3 separate regions of the Mus musculus genome follow, and all the other regions are linked to region 3. A link is a contact called in public ChIA-PET and HiChIP or PLAC-seq data. All regions are on one chromosome and are shown on one strand. The core of a region is the stretch at or near the end of the contact, and the rest is flanking DNA. Distances in the headings are between cores, read along the strand shown. Region 1 overlaps Rasgef1c (RasGEF domain family, member 1C). Region 2 overlaps Cnot6 (CCR4-NOT transcription complex, subunit 6). Region 3 holds the start of Mapk9 (mitogen-activated protein kinase 9).

What was found. ChIA-PET counts read pairs in DNA pulled down with a chosen protein or histone mark. HiChIP or PLAC-seq counts read pairs in DNA pulled down with a chosen protein or histone mark.
Region 1: an RNA polymerase II ChIA-PET map of memory CD8 T cells shows a contact between it and region 3, with 50 read pairs. The contact joins the enhancer-like site here to the promoter of Mapk9 in region 3. A contact is called at or near these places in 3 of 484 Hi-C or Micro-C datasets (CD4 T cells, erythroid progenitors and natural killer cells) and 2 of 115 datasets of contacts at active chromatin or transcription factors (effector CD8 T cells and memory CD8 T cells).
Region 2: a contact with region 3 is called in a BATF HiChIP or PLAC-seq map of CD8 T cells, with 9 read pairs. The contact joins the enhancer-like site here to the promoter of Mapk9 in region 3. A contact is called at or near these places in 2 of 39 promoter capture datasets (the HPC-7 cell line and cranial neural crest), 2 of 484 Hi-C or Micro-C datasets (centrocytes and embryonic stem cells), 18 of 115 datasets of contacts at active chromatin or transcription factors (the 230-238 cell line, CD8 T cells, VIP interneurons and 10 more) and 3 of 9 other capture datasets (adipose tissue, liver and pancreatic islet).

Annotation. Positions count from the first base shown.
Region 1 is chr11:49,980,222-49,983,738 of GRCm38.p6, forward strand. It overlaps Rasgef1c (RasGEF domain family, member 1C), which reads left to right. Exons shown (of 14, transcript NM_029004.1): 14 at 1-2. Among named protein-coding and RNA genes, the nearest start is that of Rnf130, 43 kb to the right of the region's middle. Within about 2 kb of position 1,615, at least 68 of the 459 cell types and tissues checked have an H3K27ac peak or open chromatin away from gene starts, as enhancers often do. A contact at or near this core is called in erythroid progenitors and memory CD8 T cells, where this site is marked.
Region 2 is chr11:49,694,513-49,698,114 of GRCm38.p6, forward strand. The region is part of intron 2 of Cnot6 (CCR4-NOT transcription complex, subunit 6); the gene reads right to left. It also overlaps the pseudogene Gm12192. Among named protein-coding and RNA genes, the nearest start is that of Cnot6, 16 kb to the right of the region's middle. Within about 2 kb of position 2,194, at least 30 of the 459 cell types and tissues checked have an H3K27ac peak or open chromatin away from gene starts, as enhancers often do. A contact at or near this core is called in the 230-238 cell line, CD8 T cells and centrocytes, where this site is marked.
Region 3 is chr11:49,845,340-49,848,556 of GRCm38.p6, forward strand. It overlaps Mapk9 (mitogen-activated protein kinase 9), which reads left to right and starts at 1,412. Exons shown (of 12, transcript NM_207692.2): 1 at 1,412-1,636. It overlaps Gm36507 (a long non-coding RNA gene), which reads right to left and starts at 958. Exons shown (of 4, transcript XR_003949545.1): 1 at 876-958.

The sequences.
Region 1 (3,517 bases), core at 365-2,864, 140 kb after region 3:
CACATGAGTGTCCATATGTCTGATCCTTAGGCCCAAGATGAACTTCAACAGAGCAGGGTGCGGGGTTCCCGGATCATCCCTGGGAATGTAGTAATATACTTTTGGAACAGGGCGTGAAGCTGGAAGATGGCGCTCTCTCTCTCGGTGAAGTACCAACATGAGGACTTGAGGTTGGGTCCTCAGCAACTGTGTAAAAGCCAGGTGTTGGTGGAGCACATCTGTAGACCTGGTGTTGGGTGGGCAGAAATGCACAGCTCCCTGGAGCTCGCTAGCCAGCCAGTGACCAGTTGTTGAGCTCAAATGAGACCCTGTCTCTGTCCCTGCCTCCTGGCCACACAGACAACTTCAGGGGCCTGTGGGGAATCCTTAGAATTCTGAAAGGGTTCTGGCAGCATCCGGCCAAGATGGTCTTCTCTGCCTCCTGTAACTCCTCCCCCTCAGGTCCCCTGGGGTTTGGGGCATGCATCAGCCCTTGGGCCTTCATTGTACCCATTGACTTGTCTGCATCTAGCCTTCTGTGAACTCTGCCCAAGTGTCACTGTTTATAGTGTACATTGACACATTCCAAAGATGTGACTTTGACAGGGTGTCAGTCACTGTTTAACCATTTGACAAAATACTTGAAGAAGCTAACTTAATGAGGAGGTCTGGTTGGGTCACAGAAGGCCAGGGACACGGCACCTGAATTGACTCAGCTCTGGGAAGTGTCTTGCTGTGACATACAGGGCAGATTGCAATGTTGGAGGATTACGAGAGTAAAGGATTACGAACTCTACACAGTGCCCGAGAGCTCCTCCCCATAATCACCAAGAGGCCTCACAGAGAGAGTCATACCCTTGACTGCCACAGAGACCGAATTAGGATGTTCCTCTTAAAGCTCTTGAACCTGCTGGGGGGTGGGGTGGCACACACCTTTAACCCAGGCACTCAGAAGGCAAAAGCAGGCAGATCTCTGTGAGTTCGAGGCCAGCCTGATCTACAGAGCAAGTTCCAGGACAGCCAGGGCTACACAGAGAAACCCCGTCTTGAAAAACAACAAAACAAAACAAAAAGGTAGCTTTACACTCTGCAGTGCCAACATCCAGGTACCAAGCCTCTAACCCACGGAGCTCTGGGTGGTAACACAGTAGCCAAACCACAGTGGAGAGATGCCACCAAAATTACAAATGTTTGCTGCCTGTGGCTGCCACCCCTAGTGACTCATCTGGCCACTAGGCTCACAGACTTTTGCTGCAGAGCTGTTTGAGAGAGAAAAGATTGGAACCAGACCAGCATTCCTAAATAAGAATCTAAACTCGGTTGTCACAGGGCTCAACCTCCACAGCTGCGATAAGGGTGCTTTAGGCCCTGATAAGAAGAAATTCCCATGACCCCCAATGGTGGCTGTGGCTAGCCATACCCCACCAGCATGGCTCAGGAGTCCTGCTCAAAGCTCCACCAGCATATGTTCCTACAGCAAGGTACATGCCACCAAGTAAATGACAAGGCTCAACACTCCAACACAAGAAAATGAAGCCTTGGAGAGAGAGTGGGCTGGCAGTAAGAGAGGGGCTGGGGGTGGGGCAAGGGAGACAACAGGGCACCAGGAGAAGCCTCAGTAAAGAGTAGGCTGGCAGGTGAGGCGCTCCTGTAACTGCAGAAGGCCTCTGCGGAGTAGAGATAAGGGAGAAAGCTGGGAGACAGGAAGTAGAGGCTTTTGTGACAAGCTTTGCAACACGCTCCGAGTTATTACAAATAATACTTGGACAAGAACTGAATCTCTAAGCCAGATGGGGTTGTGGGTCTGTGACCCTAACACTCGGTTGGTTAGGCACAAGGATCAACAGTCCAAGGCCAGCCTGGGCTACATACATAGCAAGACCGTATCTCAAAAAAATAAAATAAAATAAACCCTTTCTCCCTCCAGTCCCTTGGGGCTGGGGTATGGATCTCAGTGGTAAATGACTTGCCTACAATGTTCAAAGTCCTGAGTTCAGCCCACAGCACTTCAAAAACATTCTAATAATTTGAAATGAGGGTTCCCACTTCGATGCCCAGAACAAAGAGCCTGTGGTCTTGCCTAGAGCCACGTGCTGTTAGAAAAAGCTCTGTGGATAAGGTACAGAGTGAAGTAACTATATGTGGTGAAAATGACTTCTTCTAAATCCTCTAGAAATTATCTTACATCATGGAGCAACTCAAGAAAGTTTACTCAGGGAAGTCTGCACTTTGGAGATGGATCCGTGTGTAAAGTATTTGCTGGCCAAGCACGAGGACCTGAGTTCACATCAGCACCCAGGAAAAAAGCCAGGCATAGCAGCACATATCTGTGCACACCAGCACCAGAGGAAAAGAGACGGTCAGGTCCCAGGAGCCCACTGGCCAGACAGTCTAGCCAAAATGATGAACTCCAGATTCAGTGAATCACCCTGTCTCAAAAGAAGGAAGTGGAAGCCGGGCGGTGGTAGTGTTCATCTTTAATCCCAGCACTGGGGAGGTAGAGGCAGATGAGCTCTGAGTTCGAGTCCAGCCGGATCTACAGAGTAGCTGCCAGGATATCCAGGGCTACACAGAAAAACCCTGTCTCAGGAAGTCAAAATGAACAAACAAATAAATAAACCCTGTTTCTAAAAACCAAAATAAATAAATAGACAAACAAACAAATATGAATAAAGCAGAGGCTAACAGAAGACATCAAATATTGACATCTGCACTCCATTCTCATGTACAAGTACACCCAAACACACATCTGCATCCACATGCACACACACACACACACACACACATCAAAACAAAAGAGACAAGAAAATTTACTAAAACTGTATAAACTATGAGTCTTGTGACATTTGAACCGTGACCACTTCCTCTCATGAGCAACAACACAAGTCAACTCCAAAGGGCACAGCCAAGAACACAAAGCCCGACAGGATTCAGCCCTACAAAGAAGACAGGCTGCCAGGCTCTCCCACTGGGGGTCCAGCTCTACTAAGGTGCAGCCTCGACTGAGCAAAGCAGAGAGGTAAGGAGCCCTTCCTGCACACAGCCCCATGCAGAGAATAGATGGTCCTCGCTGCTTCCTCTGGGAGTGTCAGGGGCCCTGCTCACACTCACAGTAGCTCACCCATGTGGTGGAAATACCTTGCTGTGGAGAAAGGAAGGAAGGGAGGGAGGGAGGGAGGGACGGAGGGAGGGAGGGAGAGAGGGAGGGAGAGAGGAAAGAAAAGAGACAGAAAGATGTCCCATTTAGTATTCAACGCAAAAAGCAAGGGTGTCACCCTGAGAAAGGGGGCCATGATCAAGCTGTAAGCACAGGCGTCTCTTAAACTCTTCAAAGACTACTTCAAACCCAAGGATAATTTCAAAACCACTAAAGATCTCAGTAGCAAGAAATTAATAGAAGGCCACAGCTACAAAATCCCAATAAGCTAAGCGTAAGGCAAACAGCTTACCAAAGCAAATCACTGAAAAACAATGTAAGCCACAGGGAGCCCTCCTGGGATCTGAACAGCCTGCCCCTGGGACAGAGCCTGCACTTCAG
Region 2 (3,602 bases), core at 944-3,443, 150 kb before region 3:
ACAAAATACCCACTGTAGAGTCTTTAAATCAGTAAATTAAGAACTTGACCTTGAAAAAAGAGCTTATGAAACTCTTAGTGGTAAAGGGATACAAGGGCCCTCCAAAAATCAGGAACAAGGCAAGAGTATCCTCTTATTACTCCCACTTTACACGGTGGAGTTTTAGCCAGGACACTGGGAAGAGGGAATAAATATTTTGGAAGGTAGAAATAAAACTGCCCCATCCACCACTGTCATAATCATGTATGCAAAAATATTACTGAGTAAACGAAAATGCCACTATTAAGTGAGGTTTGAAAAGCTGTAGTAAGATCACCACCTTTAAAAAGCACTGTATTCCTGAACATCAATAATGAACAACTAGAAATACAAAGAATACAATTTATATTACGCAAATTATGAAAGTTAATAGTAAACCAGACCAAAAAAATACAACTTATATACAATACAGAAACTGTAAAATGGTGAGGAATGACATGTCCTAAGAATAGCTAAGTGAAGATATGTGAAGTGTACAGCAACTATAAAACTGATGATCACTAAAGAAAGAAACAACACAATGAAGCTGGAGGGCTAGTACTACCTGGCATCAGGGTCTATCATACACACACTATGGTGTGGACGCACCTTCTAAAAATCCTATGTTGGAAAATCAATCTTGGCAACAGTGTTGAGAAGCAAGACATGATGTAAGATGTATGAGTCACCAGTGTTCTGCCCATGTGTTATAATAGAAACCAATTTATGAAAGTTTAGTCTCTTTTCATCTTCTCTCTCACACACTCTCTTTTACCTCATGCTTTCATCTACGCTGGCCCTCACCCGATGCAGCCCTTGGACCTCACCTCCTCAGTCTCTAGAACAGTGGCTCTCAACCTGTGGGTCCTGATCCCTTAGAGGTGTTAAATGACCTTTCACAGGGGTCACCTAAGACCATTAAAAAAACCAAAACCCACAGGTAATTATATTACAATTCATAACAATAGCAAAATTACAGTTATGAAGTAGAAAATAATTTTATGGCTTGGGGGAGGGTGACTGGTCACCACAACATTAGGAGCTGTATTAAAAGGCCATAGCATTAGGAAGCCATAAAACAACTTTGAACTGTTTATAAATTATCTAGCCTGTGGTATAGCTTAAAAGGATTAAGACAATACAGAACTCTAAAATACTCTTTGTACAAGATTTAAACAAACACGTCAACAAAAAGGACAAACAGATGGCTAAGTCATACTGAAAGATGTTCAGTATCAGCAATAATTAAAAAAAAAAAAAAAGAAGAAGAAGAAGAAGAATTAAAGCCACAATTTGATAGCACTACAAGTCAGAGAGTAAGTCCTAAACATTCACTACATGCTACTGCCCTGGGGGTGGAGGCCAAAGTCACCTAGTAAAGCTGGGAGGGAGGGAGGGAGGGAGGGGGGAGGGAGGGAGGGAACTATTTCAAAACAGCTTTAAGAGCCTCATGTTTAAAACTACACTACCATTTGACAAAAGATATTTACCCCAGAGAAATAAAAGCTACACCCACAGCAACAGGACCATTTACAGTAGCCGTATTTGTCCCACACTGGAGGTGAGGATGAATCTCAGATGGCAAAGTACTTGCTTAATATGCATGCAGTCCTTCCTGGGTTTGATTCCCAGTACCAACACATACCAGGAGTATAGTGCACGCCTATGGAATGCCCCAGATAGAAGGACATGGAGACAGATCAGAAATTCAAAGTCATCCTTGGCTACATAGCAAGTTCAAGGTCAGCTGAGGACACCCAGAAAACATGTCTACCAGAAAAATAAAACAACAAAAACCATATTGAATGATTTTATTTATATAACTGCTATAAAACACCAATCTTGTATAGGATAAGAGAAGAGATGTAGCAATGGCACATTAACAAAGAGGGATCACAGGTTCTTTCTCAGGAAAGAGCACTAACAGGCACATCTACAGGTCAGAATAGATTGATTACATTATTACAATGTAAATAAATGCTGATTTTAAGAACTTATTTTTAATTATGTATAAGTGAGTGTATCTGTGTGGATAACACAGGTGCTGGCAGAGGCCAGAAAATGGTTTCCAATCCCCAGTGACAGGTGGTTTTTTTGAGCTACCTGATGTGGGTGCTAGGAAGTGAAACTGGGGGCCCCCTCAAGACTAGCATGTGCTTTTAACCACTCCCGCTCCTACGCATGCTGATTTCTGCATGTCAGTTATTCTCTGATCAAACTGTGACTACCTTGGTCTGGAAATGTCTAACATGCCACAGTTAAGCAGAAACTGTCCTCCAGGGTGATTTAGTGGCTTAAGATAGGCTGAAATTTAAGACTCTTATTCTAGTAAGTGAATTCATTCTAAAGTTCCCAGAATATTTTATTACTAAATATCAGGAGACAGGAAGAAATACTGCTCCCTGAAATCAAAGGGAGCTAAGGGATAATTAATGAACCTACCAAGAAACCAAAGCTTACACATCTAGAAAGATTCTGGGGGAAGAAAAATCTAAACATCTAGTTGACATAGTAGGCTAAAGAGGAGCACTACTGTCCAGTACTTCTCATACTTCTTTCATACCCCACCCCGCCCCACCCTACCCCAAGTCAGTCAGATATGTAAGAAGTCAACAAAAGACTGTTGTACCTAAAGCACACACACATTTCCAGCAGTTCAGTCAACAAACCCTAAAGGATTAGGCATAGTGAACCAAGAAATCAAAGCAACTAACTCATACATTTACAAGGATTTAGGAAAAAAGAAAGCCCACACATGACAAAGAATGTCCCTGTTAGCATATAGGATGCATTATTAACCAATTTTGTGGACTTAATCAAATAAAATAGAATGCCCTATTTATCATACAAACAAAAAGGCAAAATAACTAGTAGATATAGTAAGAATGTAAAACTAATGCAGAAAAAGATTAAGAAAACCATCAAACCACCCTAATTTATGTAAAAAAAAAAAAAAATCTCCAAAGTATCACATGTCAAAACTACAAATCCATATACCCCTTTAACTACTATACCCTTTATCTATGTGCCCTTAGATATTAGGGCAATATAAAATAATTATGGTATTGTTTGTCAAAAGAACCATTAAAAAAGAAAAAGTACCACTTAAAAAAAAAAAACCTCGCCTGCATGGTGGCGCACGCCTTTAATCCCAGCACTCGGGAGGCAGAGGCAGGCGGATTTCTGAGTTCGAGGCCAGCCTGGTCTACAAAGTGAGTTCCAGGACAGCCAGGGCTACACAGAAAAACCCTGCCTCGAAAAACCAAAACCAAAACCAAAACCAAAACAAACAAACAAAAAATCTCTTCTCGCTTCTTTCCAACCCCGCCTTGGACCCTGCAGCTGGCATGATACTGATGCCTAAGAAGAACCAGACTGCCATCTATGAACTCCTTTTTAAGGAAGCAGTGATGGTTGCCAAGAAAGATACCCATATACCTAAGACTCCAAGCTGTCAGATAAGAAACAGTCCAACCTTCATGTAATGAAGGCCATGCAGTCTCTCAAGTCTCAAGGCTACATGAAGGAGCAGTTTGCATGGAGACATTTCTATTGGTACCTTACAAACAAGAGCGTCTAGTGTC
Region 3 (3,217 bases), core at 162-2,661:
CTGGAGGCAGTTCCATCCCTGACCTAGTGAGCTGCGTTCCCCCACTTCCTCTGCTTTGGTTCCTGCCTTGAGTTTCCTACTTCCTTTAACGATGGAGTGTGACCTCAGAGTTCTAATCCAAAATAAACCCTCTCCTCCCCGAAGTGCTTTCTGGTCATTGTGCCTTGTCACACCAATATAAAAGCAGAATAGGACAGAGACACTGTGATTGTCTGGATCCCCTTCTCGACCCTACTGCTCCTCTGAGCCTCCACCACCCTAGTTCAGTGCTTGAAACCAGAGTCACAGCTCTCTTCAAATTCTGCGGAGATTCATGGGGCCTCCTAGTCTCTTGATCTTCCTATACGCAGAGTCCTTCTCCCTGGCTCCTCCTTGGCATCTTGTGACTACAGCTCTACCACCATAGACACCACTTGTCAACTACTGTCTCCATTTTTCCAATCCCTTATTGACCAGTCCTCAGCCTAACCTGTTCGTAGCTTCCCTCAGTGTGTTCAACGTCCCTGTCTCACTTGCAGCCTCTCTATCAAAACACAGAGTAGTCAGAATCCCAAATTCTGAGTTTTCCAAACATCTGATTCACCTCAGACCTTCTGGAACCTACTTGAGAGCCAGAGGTCTGCAGAAGCGTCAACAAAAGCAGCAGTGTTAAAGACCCACTGTCTAGAAGCCCTTCAGCACTGGACGGACACCCTCCTCACCCCTCTACACCAAAGCAGAAACTTGTCTCTTATAAGAGGCCTCTTTAGGCTATACCCGTCACTGACTCATCAGGGTCATGGTCACCGTCTCCCCAACCCCCACCTTCTGGACATCTGGCCGCACCCCTGTTATGATCCCATTCAGTGTGGCATCTGCCTTAGTGAAAAACAAACCCCAAGGCCCCGCGGCTTGTCCTGGTTCTTCCTCCGGGGCCGTTGTACTCCAGGTTCCCAGGCTTCAAGTCCTTGATCATGCCCAGAACTCTTGTCTAACCCGGCTGTCTTTAGTCCTTTTCCAAGTCGCCTCTCCATTTGCACCTGCTACAACCGAGGCCTGACAATGGCTCCTACACTGTAGTCGCAAAGTCACGCCTCGCCCCTCCCCGGCTCTGGCTCCCCTTGGCCCACCCTCTCCGGCGCATGCGGGTCTCCTGGCCCTGGAGGGCGGGCTCAGGAGACGGTCCTAGCTTGACCTGGATCCCTAACTCTGTGCACACTGGCGGACGCTCTTCCAGCAAGCAGACGGTCAGACGGCGAGCCGCCTAGGGGGCGCCACTCTGCACTAGGGCATCCAGAGCGCGCCACTGGCCCCGCCCACACCCAGCCTCCAGCCACGCCCGTACTGCCCAGCCTTGCCCACCCCCAGTCTCAATTGGTCCCGCCTGTCTGGATATCCTAGTTCTGATTGGCTGGCCTAAGAATCCGTCAGACTGAGCGCCGCGGCGGCGGCGGCGGCGGTGGCAGCAGCGGAGCAGAAGGGAACCGGACCGGAAGGGTCGCAGCGCCCCGCGCCCCTCACACCCACTGCGACGGCGACGGGGCGGAGCAGAGCGGGGCGGGGCGACCGGGTCCAGGTCGTGGAGCTGGGTGCCGCCAGAACGCATCGCCGCCAGCGTGCCCTCCCTCTGCCTCCGGCGCGGCGGCGCGGAGCCGAGGTGAGCCGGGCGGGCGGCTAGGCCTGGCGGGGCTGCTCGGGCCACGCAGGGCCTGGGGTGCGGGGCTCAGGGGGTGGACTGCTCGGTACTGCCCGGCTATCCACGGTTCCGCGGTCGTTCTCTCCCGCCTGGTGTGTGCAGCCCCAGGGCTGCAGGCCGGCTGTCTGGCCGGGCCCCAGCAGACCTGCCCGCAGGGATCTGTGGGCGCCTTTCCTCCAGCTGTGAGGCACGTCGCTGCACCCCGCTGCATGCCCTGGAGCCTGAGCTCTGGTCCCCGCGACCTTGGCGGTGACTGCGACCCTCACTGGCCCTCTGCTTTCCCCTCGGGAGTAATGGTAGAATGTCTAGGGTTTGGTCGGGGTTGTTAACGGGCAGTGTAACTGTCTCAAAGCGTTAGGGCAGAGAAGCCTAAGGCGCACATTTGAGAGCATCTGAGTGGGTAAATAAATGCTCCCTTGCTGATGTGAGTGTCGTAGGAACTCCCCCTCATCCGCTTAGAGTCCTCCCCCACTTCTGCCCCCCCTCCCGAGCCTTGTCATTCATCTTCAGTGCCCAGCAAAGCCAGAGTGGGCCCTGCCCACCTCCTCCGCCACTCCTTCCCCTCTTAACAGAAGCAGATCTCTGCTCTCCTATCCTAAGCTCACCTGCCTTGGGCATGCCAAAATCATTTATTTACCTCAGGACCTTTGCACTTCGATTTCTCTATGTTCAGAGTTGTCTATAAGATTTTTACCCAGCTGTCTTCTCTCACATCGCTTCCTCCTGTGGTTCAGTGTCTTGTTATAGGCGAGGCCTACCTAGCTTGACCACCCTTTTCCCTCGCTTAGTCATTCTCGCTCATCAGTTTCTTTAATTTTCCATCCAGTACCTACTCTGGATTGATGCTATCTGATTTATTGCCCCGTCCTTTTTGTATAGCATGGTGAGTACAGGTAGTTGTTTCATCTGTAAAGTCAGATCAGTGAATGAACAGTAAGACCATCCCTGCCTATTATTATCTCTGCTTTGTCCATTTTGTTGGTGACTTTAACTTGTGAAACTTGTAAGCAAACAGACGCTGATTCTCACTTTGTGAAATATTTTCATGTTTTTAATCTCTTTCTAGTAGCTGTCAGAACAATTTGTGATAAAAAAAATACGTTTTGGTAAGAGTTTTGCTCTGGCTTCCTTCCACACATTCAGGAGTTATCTACTGGATTCTGTATTATCTAGGTCATGCTTTCTGCTGGGCTCTGGGGACACAAAGGAGATAGCAACAGGGTACCGTCCCCCAGAGAGTCCAGGAGCCCCATAGAGCAGACTGGCATGCACACAGTTCTAGGACAGGATATGACACCAGCTATAGTGAAGGGTCTGTGCCCTAGAAATGGAGGGTGTGGGGTGGGGGTGCTGGAGGGCCTTGAGCAGGGACAGACAGAAAGTGAAAGGGCAAGATCAACAAGGAACTCTGCTCAGTCTGGAGCCAAGAATCAGCCCTCCAGGGCAAGTGTGGGGCTTTATGGGGTGCTGGAGACCCCAGAGCTCCAGAACTTGGTTCAGCAATTTTTGTAAAAGCCAGGATTCCAAGTTTGTATCTGGACT